Linked DNA regions of Pan troglodytes: region 1 is linked to region 2. A link is a contact called in public Hi-C data. All regions are on one chromosome and are shown on one strand. The core of a region is the stretch at or near the end of the contact, and the rest is flanking DNA. Distances in the headings are between cores, read along the strand shown. Region 1 has its middle 150 kb from the start of MIR3937. Region 2 has its middle 99 kb from the start of MIR3937.

What was found. A called contact is a pair of places that touch in the nucleus more often than the background predicts.
Region 1: a Hi-C map of stem cell-derived neural progenitor cells shows a contact between it and region 2, with 2.0 times the contacts expected there. The contact joins two enhancer-like sites. A contact is called at or near these places in 2 of 7 Hi-C or Micro-C datasets (blood and stem cell-derived neural progenitor cells).

What each region holds. Positions count from the first base shown.
Region 1 is chrX:40,230,259-40,235,524 of NHGRI_mPanTro3-v2.0_pri, forward strand. No RefSeq gene overlaps it. Among named protein-coding and RNA genes, the nearest start is that of MIR3937, 150 kb to the left of the region's middle. Within about 2 kb of position 3,678, at least 3 of the 24 cell types and tissues checked have an H3K27ac peak or open chromatin away from gene starts, as enhancers often do. A contact at or near this core is called in stem cell-derived neural progenitor cells, where this site is marked.
Region 2 is chrX:40,184,095-40,189,077 of NHGRI_mPanTro3-v2.0_pri, forward strand. No RefSeq gene overlaps it. Among named protein-coding and RNA genes, the nearest start is that of MIR3937, 99 kb to the left of the region's middle. Within about 2 kb of position 1,372, at least 8 of the 24 cell types and tissues checked have an H3K27ac peak or open chromatin away from gene starts, as enhancers often do. A contact at or near this core is called in stem cell-derived neural progenitor cells, where this site is marked.

The sequences.
Region 1 (5,266 bases), core at 2,428-4,927, 48 kb after region 2:
TGTTAACGAGTGCCAAGGTGTACAAGTAAACAGGAGTGGAGGATAGGGAGTATATAGTTGGGGAAAGGCAGAGTAAAGGAAGTCCTCCCCAGAAGCTGACATCTGCATAAAGACCTGAAGGGAGGAACTGAAGGCATTACCTGGGGGGAGGAGCTTTCTAGGCAGAGGGAGGAGCATTCCAGGCAGAGGAGGAACAAGTGCAAAGGCCCTGAGGCAGGAGCAGGCAGAGGCAGGCCTGCCATGTTCCAGGCAGTGTGGCTGGAGGGGAGGGAGCAAGGAGGAGGGAATAGAGGGTGAAGTCAGACAGGCGATGGGAACTAGGTCGTGTAGGCCTTACAGGACACTGTGTTTCAGTCAGTGCTGCTTTTACTCTGAATGAGCTGGGAAATTTCAAGGGTTTTGAGCTGAAGAATGATGACATGACAGGGGCACAGTGGCTTCACTGAAACTCAAATTCAGAGGGCAGAAGTGAAGCAGAGAGGCCAGAGAGAAGTCATTAGCAGAGAGAGCTGGTGGCAGGTACCCATGAAAAAAGCCTGGGAGTGGGATTTTTGGTTTTGCTTTGTTTCGTTTTGTACAAAAATAGTGACAGGGTCTCACTATATTGCCGAGTCTGGTCTGAAACTCCTGGGCTCGAGGGATCCTCTTGTCTCAGCCTCCCAAAGTGCTAGGATTACAGGCGTGAGCCAACAACCCCGGCCTAGGAGTGTTTTGACGGTAAGACCAACAGGCATTACTAACAAGTAGATGTCGATTATGAAAGAGGGGAGAGGCCAGGCGCAGTGGTTCATGCCTGTAATCCCAGCATTTTGGGAGGCCGAGGTGGGCAGATCGCTTGATCTCAGGAGTTCAATACCAGCCTGGGCAACATGGTGAAACCTCAGGATATGGTTTGGCTGTGTCCCCACCTAAATCTCATCTTGAGCTGTAGTTCCTATAATCCCCACATGTTGTGGGAGGGACCAGGTAGAGATCACTGAATCGTGGGGGCAGTTACCTCCATGCTGTTCTCCTGATAGAGAGTTAGTTCTCACAAGATCTGATGGTTTTATAAAGGGCTTCCCCCTTCGCTGGGCACTTATTCTCTCCCCTGCGACTCTGTGAAGAGGTGCTTTCCGCCATGATTGTAAGTTTCCTGAGGCCTCCCCAGCCACACAGAACTGTGAGTCAATTAAACCTCTTTCCTTTGTCAATTACCCAGTCTCGGGTATTTCTTCAGAGCAGTGTGAGAACGGACTAATACACCCTGTCTCCACCAAAAAATACAAAATTTAGCTGGGCGTGGTGGCGCACTCCTGTAGTCCCAGCTACTTGGGGGGCTGAGGAGGGAGGATCACTTGAGCCCAGGAGGTCGAGACTGCAGTGACCCATGAAAGTGCCACTGCACTCCAGCCTGGGTGACAGTGCAAGACCCTGTCTCAAAAAAAAGAAGAAGAAAAGAAAAAGAAAGAGGAGAGAGTGATGGGGGATTTTGAGGGCAAGGGTTTGGGCCTTCAAATCAGGAGGAAGAAGTAGCTGCATGCTGAGATGGAGAGGGGGCTATGGATTGGAGAGGTGCTACAGGGAGGGAGACGGTGGGAAACATTTGAGGAACTTCTCCAGCATTTGGTATGGGAGATGTGAAGGAAGTTGAACAGGTAGTTGGGCAGTTTTACATGTACTGTTTCTGAGCCTCCAACCCTAAATGCTACCCCCCTATCCTGCGTAGGGCAACAGCCGGCCCATGCCACTCCATCCTCTGGAGCCTTTATCCTCTCCCTCCACCAAAGAGAAACAAAGTCACCAAGCTTGCCAGCTCCTGGAAATGCTGAAGACCCTTGTCACCTGAGGTCAACCCACATGGGAAAAGCCCACTTACAGTGAACCAATTGAAATAGAGACCAAGGTTTCCAAGTAAATACAGGGGAAAAAATTGAACTGGGACTTAATCTCAAAAATGACACTTGAATCATAAAAATAAGTTATTTTTGGTTTCATTTATATATGGAATCTAAAAAAGTCGAACTCATAGAAACAGAGTGGGCCAGACACAATGGCTCACGCCTATAATCCCAGCACTCTGGGTGGCCAGGATGGGCAGATCACCTGAGGTCAAAAGTTCGAGACCTGCCTGGGCAACATGGTGAAACCCCATCTCTCCCATCTCTACTAAAAAAAAAAAAAATAATAAAAAAATAAAAAAAAAAAAAAATTAGCTGGGCCTGGTGGTGGGTGCCTGTAATCCTAGCTACTTGGGAGGCTGAGGCAAGAGAATTGCTTGAACCCAGGAGGCAGAGGTTGCAGTGAGCCAAGATTGCACCACTGCACTCCAGCCTCAGCAACAGAGCAAGACTCCATCTCAAAAAGAAACAGAGTAGAATGGTGGCTGCCAAGGGCTGGGACACGGAGTAAATGGGATGTTGGTCAAAGGGTACAGTTTCAGTTATGAAGGATGAATAAGTTCCGGAGATCTAATATACAGAATGATGACTGTAGTTAATAATACTGTATTGTATACATTTGCTAAGAGAATAAATATCAAGTGTTCTTACCACACACAAAATGGTAACTATGTGAGGTGATGGATATGTCAATTAGCTTGATTGTCCTAATTATTTCACAATGTATACATACATCAAACATTGTATAGCTCAAATATATACAATTTTTCTGTTGAACCATACTTCAATGAAGCTGGGGAAAAAATAAGTCATTTCATATTTAAGAAAATGGAGTTTCTAAGTGCAACTGTGCACCACTCTTAGCAGTAACAAAGTGCTGACAAGTTTGGTTGGGAGTTCAAAGCTTTTCTTTTCCCCGACCAAATCATCTAGAGACAAAACAGCCTCCAGTTCACCCTTGACTTTCACACACCATCATAAAGAGGGTCATTTTGGCAAAAAGGTTCAAGGCCTTCATCAGCTATCCCAAGGGTCTCTCTTGATTCTTTGTTCTTCAAAAGGTCCACTTTTGGAAACTCCCATCATGCCTCCTGCCTATGGATCATCTCTTTGGCTGAGAACCGAGCTAACTCACTCAAGATCCCAATTAGTGACTCCTCATGAGATGGAAGTAATTCTCCGGCATCGTCCTCATTTGATTTCAGAAAATCTAGCAGTTCTGGACTTCACAGTTGCACCACACGGTATTGGGCTGTGGTCTGCTTCCTGGCAACCAAAGGGCAGGACATAGGTAGCTGATAAGGAAGGAGTGAAGGATGTCTGCGTGGGGGCAAATTTCATGCAAAATTCATTACTGAATATTTCTGTAATATGACAATTTCTGCTTTCCTAGCCAACCATACAACTGCAGAGATCCACAGAGCTACCGTTTGAGGAATAAGGAACCCTGTACATAGCCAGGGGCATTCTAAAATCCCCAAACTTGAATCCTACTTCCGACTTTGCTAGGACACCGCAGGAATTACCATCAAAGAAGGAAAAAGATGCACAGAAGTTTCCCATTCGACAGCTACGATTCTACAACCCCATAGTCTTTCTAAACCACAGGCTGCATTTTCCATTTTGTTTTGCTGTGTTTTCCTTCATGCGCCTAACTCCGGAGGCAGAGTTCTGCCCCTACAAAGCCACATTCATGTCATCATTCCAAAACTCACAACTCCTGAAAACTTTGAGGAATGTTATTAGGCCCTGTAGGCCAGAAGGGCCGTTTCCAGGGTAACAGCAACTCTACACTAAGGAAGAAAGGCATTTCCCTTCCTATGCTCCTCTCAGAGTTCAGGCCACTGCAGAGAAACCCATGCCCTGAGCCTGAGGGACACTTCCTGTGGCCCTTATGCAACCAGCCCAGCACCCACCCCGAGGACACACAGCCAGCCCCTGCGCACTGGAAGGCCACACTTCCTGCCCCCGATATCTCATGTTGATCTCCTGCCATAAATCTACCCATGCCTGTCCGTCAGCACGTCCCAATCTGTGGTCTGGAAAAGTCAGCATAGATGTGAGAAGAACTCCTGCACAGGCATTTGTTTTTCCAGCCACCTGGCTTTTGTTTTGAGCAAGGTGGAAATGAAAACTGTCTCTAAGGGAGAGAACGCTCCTTCCAGGTGCTTGAGTGACTCCAGGCCCAGAGAGCTTAACCGTGCCCCTTTCACCTTGGCCTGGGTCCTTCTTGACTGAATAAGACACATTTCCGCCATCTAATAAGGAAACTTGGAAATGAGGAAGGAGGCCCGCAGGGGATATCTGGGATGCCCTGTCCATGTAAGGCTTTCTCCCCAGTGTTCGTCGGCTTTCCTGATTGCCTAATCCAGACAGGCTCTGGCAGGGACCCCTGAAGGCGAACCACATTGAGCTGGGTGAGAGATTCCCCCTGTGAAACTCAAGACATATCGAGTTCAAGAACAGGGCTCAAAAGCTTGTGGGGCTAAGGCAGGTCATGGCCACAGGGTCTCTCTACCAGATCCCCCTCCCCCATCTCTGTGCGCCCCACCACTCCTGCACCCATCCACATACAACTAAGCCTTGCATTTACTTGCAAGTTTCTTGAGACATGGCTGAAAAAAAAAAAAAAAGCTGTTTTTGCCAATGACACTGATCTTCCCTGATTCATAATGGAGTCAGACCTTCGAATTCCTCCTGGGGACAGAAGGAGAAGTGACTAACAGGAAGCCCTTGGGATTGTGAGACTTACCCTTGAGAATGGAAGAGCACAGTGGAGAAAAAAATGAACACATGTAACAAAATCAGCGGCAAGTGCAAGGCTGGGCAGTGCTACTGAAGCTCAGTAGCAATTCAGGGAAGGGAACTACCAGGGCAGGCTGACTTGCGGCAGACAGGGTGTTCTTGGGGGTGGTGCAAGGTGGGGAAGTGCTGAGGCTAAAGGTAAGTCTTTTTTTTTTTTTAAGAGTCAGGGTCTCATTCTATTAATATCACCCAGGCTGGACTGCAGTGGCACGATCATAGCTCACTGCAGCCTCAAACTCCTGGGCTCAAGAAATCCTTCTGCCACAGCCTCCCTAGTAGCTGGGACTACAGGCACATAGTACCATGCCCAGCTAATTTTTAAAATTTCTTGTAGAGACTGGGTCTCACCATGTTATCTACCCAGGCTGGTCTCCTGGCCTCAAGCAATCTTCCCGCCTTAGCCTCCCAAGTCCCTGGGATTACAGCCATGAGCCACCGTGCCTGGCTAAAGCTAAGTCTTACAGATTTCCATAGGAAAGGACCAGGCAGGGGGTGGCAGGGCTAAAGCACAGAAGTGGGAATGGCCCTGGCATATGCAGGCAGAGAGAACAATCCACAGAAAAACAGGTTTTGCTTATATT
Region 2 (4,983 bases), core at 122-2,621:
CAACGTAGCATCTCTATTAATTTTTTTAAAAATACTGCCAAAAATGACTCCTGCTCCCTGTGAAATTCTCAGGCCTCTCTCTCTAGCCCTGAGAATCTATGAAAGGGCCATCCTCTTGCCAACTTAGAAGCAGAGCACATTTCCTAAGGAGGCTTGGAGCTGAGGGCTTGGATGACCCTATCCTCCCACAGACAATCCGTAAGCACCTAGTGGGTGTCAGGCACCAGTGGGGGACCAGGGCGACAGGTAAGCCACACAGTCAAAGTCCTGCTTCCAAAGTGCTCACAAGCTTAGAGTAATGACATCACCACCATTACCTATGGTGACACTGTGATCTGCCACCCAGCCTCTCAGCTCTCAACCCCATCAGGGTCTGTCTCAGCTGCTGAGAGCCGCCTGGCTGAAGCAATGGCCTCCAGGGTCAGCCCAGGCCCAAGGACTGATGACTGCAAGGGGATCACCTGGGGACAACTCGGCATCCCTGGCTGGGTATGCTCAGGTTCAGGGCAGGTCATCCCTGGCTAGGCTCCTGTTCATCACGTGGCCGGGTGCTGGAAGAGCTGCACCCAGATGGAAGACGCGTGCCAGTTGCAGAGCTGCGAGCTGTTGGCTGGGGCCTTGGCGCCCTGGCTGATAATCCCACGCTATGTAACCCTGGGCTGAGTGTGCTACACCAAGAAGGGGAGAAGACAGAATATTCTAACAGGCTGTGGGCCCCCGCCGCCATCTGGATCTCGCTTTCCTCACCTCTGAGGGGTCTTTTCCAGTTCCAATATGCAAATGGTTCGTCACTCGCTGTAGAATAGAATCAGAGCTATGATATGCTGTCCACGTGGCCCACAGACTCAGGGAGGGTCCGAAACTCTGCCAGGGCCTACTGTGCTCCTTTCAGAGGAGCACCACCCCACCCAAGGCACCCCAGGGTGTCTCAGGAGGGCAGCCCAGGACCACTCCCAATGCACTGAAAGCTGACTGTGTTCAGTAGGGGAGAGGGGCCCCTTCTCTAAATATTTTCTCTCCAGGTTTGGCTGGAGACAGTCACAGCCGGTCAGGGGGCTCAAAGAGGCGCCAGGCCTGCCAAGAACCACCTGAGGACGGCGTTTGTGAGGAAAACCCAGGGAGCAGGGCTGGCCCACTCCCAGGCAGCAAAAGTACGGGGCCACCCTCCCCTTCCTGGGTTGGAGCCAGGGCACCCACTGTGGCTGGAAGGGAGAAAGGGAGTTGTGGGCCCAGGCAGCCCCCAGAAAACAGCCCGCAGCCCTCCAGTCAGCTGCCGCGTGTTTGTTTTCACAGCTGCTCCTCCAGCTCGGCTGTTCCAGTGAGCAAAGGAATCTGTTTGTCTGAGAAAAAGAATGTGGCAGAGAGGCGGGAGGCAGCCCCAGGCAGCCCCGTCAGCCTCCTCAGCTTCGGAGCTCACCAAAACCAGCCAGCCACCTCGGGGAGTCACCCAAGAGCCTAGATGGTAAGGTCACAGACTCAGAGACACCTTCACCTCCCCCGGCACCCTCCAGACAGCCCTGCTCCTCCGTGGACCAGGGCTTTGCCCAGAGACCTTGGGCAGGTGCCAGGCTGGCAGCCTGGGCACACAGGACAGAGACCCACCCGCCTGAGGTATTTTATTTACTTCTTTCTCATTCACAGACAACCCCCCACCACCCACACCACACACCACACACACACACACACACACACACACACACACACTCTGAGAAGAAAATCAGTCAGCTGTGTGTATGAGGAAAAAGCTCACAGGACTGAAAGCAAACAAGTCTGCAGCCAGGCCTGCCGTGAGGGTGAAGACGAGCAAGCAGAGGGGCTTTCTGCCTCTCTGCAAGGACGCCCTAGGCCCCCTACCCTCGCCCCAGCCCCCAGGCCAGCCTAGTCCCATCCTAGACAGAAGAGGCAGAGCTGGGTCCAGGTAGGGTGAAGGCATTTGCCAAACCAGAGGACCAGCCACAGCCCCCTCAGGCCTGTCATCCTAGTTCTGGAGTATTCTGAGCCGTCAAGCAGGAGCCCAGGCAGAGCCAGTCCAAAGGGCATTCTCCTTTGGGCGGTTTTGGCCATGGGGAGACCTGGGATCCCAAAAGAAGGACTCTGCACTCTTTTGGCTGGAGTGCAGTGGTGCAATCTCGGCTCACTGCAACCTCCGCCTCCTGGGCTCAAGCAATTTTCCCACCTTAACCTTCCGAGTAGCTGGGACCACAGACGCATACCCATGCCCAACTAATTTTTAGGTGTTTTTTGGTTTTGTGTTTTGTTTTGTTTTGTTTTGTTTGTAGAGACAGGGTTTTGCCCTGTTGCCCAGGCTAGTCTCGAACTCTTGGGCTCAAGTGATCCGCTCTCCTTGGCCTCCCAAAGTGCTGGGATTACAGTTGTGAGCCATTACACTCGGCCACACCAGGCACTCTTGATACCTCCTTCCACCCATACCCCTCACCAACCCCCTGCGCTGACCAAGAAGTTGCCCTGTGGGCTGGAACAGGGATGGAAGGGAGGCGAAGCTTCTGTTGAAATTTTCTAGATTACATCAGGCTGCCACCCCTAAGTGATCAGATTTGGTTTGGAAAGTTCCCCACTGCAATTGCAATCTGGCATGTGTTGAATCCCTCAGGTGTGTGGGAGTGGAATATATAATAACTAGTCCTCCCTCAATCTTTCCTAGTCAGATTACTCATCGAGATGCTGTTCAGCACCTCCCCTGGGTCAGCCTCTTCACATACAACACCTCTGAAAGGCTCTAGAAGGTTTGAGAACTTGCCCGAGGTCAGAAAGCAAAAGTGACCAAGAGAAGGTGTCTTCAGCTGGGCTCTCCCAGAAGCAGCCCCTGAAGCAAGGATTTGGGGCCAAGGGATTTATCTGAGGGCCGGGAAGTGGGCAGGGAAGGGAAGCAACTAGGAAAGGAGGTCACCAGAGTGAGACACTGGAGGCCAACCCCACTGAGCTTCTCAGAGAGACTCCATAAAAGATACCTCAATGTTACCCCACTTGGAGAGTGAGGGGGCTGGGGTATTTATCCTCTAGTTCCCATATATCATTGCCTGGGACATGTTCCCAAGGGCATTGCTGCCAAGCCCTCAGGTGGGGTTCTCATGCCCTCAGAGAACGTTCTGGACTGTTGAGTGTCAAAGGAATTGGGGCAGGCCACCAAGAACATCTGCTGCAGAAACTGACCACCGTTTGATGTGAAACCAGAGTCTTGCTGGGTTCCCTGCACCAGGCTGCCCTTTGCCTGGTACCTGAGACTGGGATGTCCAAAGCCCTCCACCTAGTCTGTGGAGTCAGCCTGCTAGTAGCTATGGTAGTAGGTGTGGGGAAAGGTGATAAGAGTGGGAGGAGGCAGAGGTACAAACAGCCTCCCCGTAGGAACCAGTTTGTACCACTTGAATGGGGTTGGGCTTTGGTGTTGGCCTCCCAATGGGGATTCCCTTGAGACCTGTGCGCTGCAACCCTATAGGTAGGTGGGACCCTCTCAGAAGGGCCCCACATCTTGGGAGTGAAGACCTGAATCCAATTCCCAAATTTATCACTGTGCAACATTAGTCAAGGGACAGGTTGTGGATTGCCCCAGTGTCCATAAAATGAGGTTAGTACTATCTCAATCCTCTAAGGTTTGTTCTAAGAGTTAGAAGTCGTCCTTCCGACCATAGTGTCCGGTCCAGGGCAGGAGTAGTTGGCCATTTTTTTTTAATTGAGGTAAAATTTACATATCATAAAATTCACCATTGTAAATACTTTAAAGTGTACAACTCGGTGGCATTAAGTACATTTACAATATTGTGCAACCATCACCACTATCTAATTCCAGAACATTTTTTCACCCCAAAAGAAACCCTATATCCCTTAACCAACCACTCTCTACTCTCCCTTCCCCCAGCCCCTGGCAACCACCAGTCTACTTTCTGTCTCTGCGGATTTTCCCATTCTGGACATTTCATATCAATGGACTCATGACTCATACAATATGTGGCCTTTTGTGTCTGGCTTCTTTCACTCAGCATGATGTTTTCCAGTTCATCTGTGTGGTAGCATGTGTCAGTACCTCATTCCCTCTTATGGCTGAATCATATTCCATTGTATGGATAGGCCACATTTTGCTTAGCCATTGATGGACATTAGTTTCCACGTTTTGGCTATTATGAATAGTGCTGCTATGTGTGTTTGTATAAAGTTTTGTTTGGACATATGTTTTCTTTTCTTTTCTTTTTTTTTTTTTTTTTTGAGACAGGGCCTCACTCTGTCACCCAGGCAGGAGTGCAGTGGCATGGTCATGGCTCACTGCAGCCTTGACATCCTGGGCTCAAGTGATCCTCTCACCTCAGCCTCCCAAGTAGCTGTGACTACAGGTGTGTGCCACCACGCCTGGCTATATATATATATATAACATATATAAAATATACACATAATATGTATTAATATCTAATATAATATGTAATATATAACATACATAAATAAATATATAATATATAAATCTATAATATACATAGATATATAAATATATAACATAATATGCGATATATAACATACATACATAAATATAACATATAAACACATAATACACATAAATAAAACATACATAAATATTGTATATAATATACATAAATATATATATATACACATATATATATTTTTTGAGACGGAGTTTTGCTCTTGTTGCCCAGGTTGGAGTGCTATGGCACAATCTCAGTTCACTGCAACCTCCACCTCCCGGGTTCAAGCGATACTCTTGCCTCAGCCTCCCGAGTAGCTGGGATTACAGGCATGTGCCACCACACCCGGCTAATTTTTTATATTTAGTAGAGACGGATTTCACCATGTTGATCAAGCTGGTCTTGAACTCCTGACCTCAGGTGATCCGCCCACCTCAGCCTCCCAAAGTGCTGGTATTACAGGTGTGAGCCACTTCACCCAGCTCAATGTACATAAATATGTATTTTATAATATGTATACATACATATATACATATATATACATATACATATATAC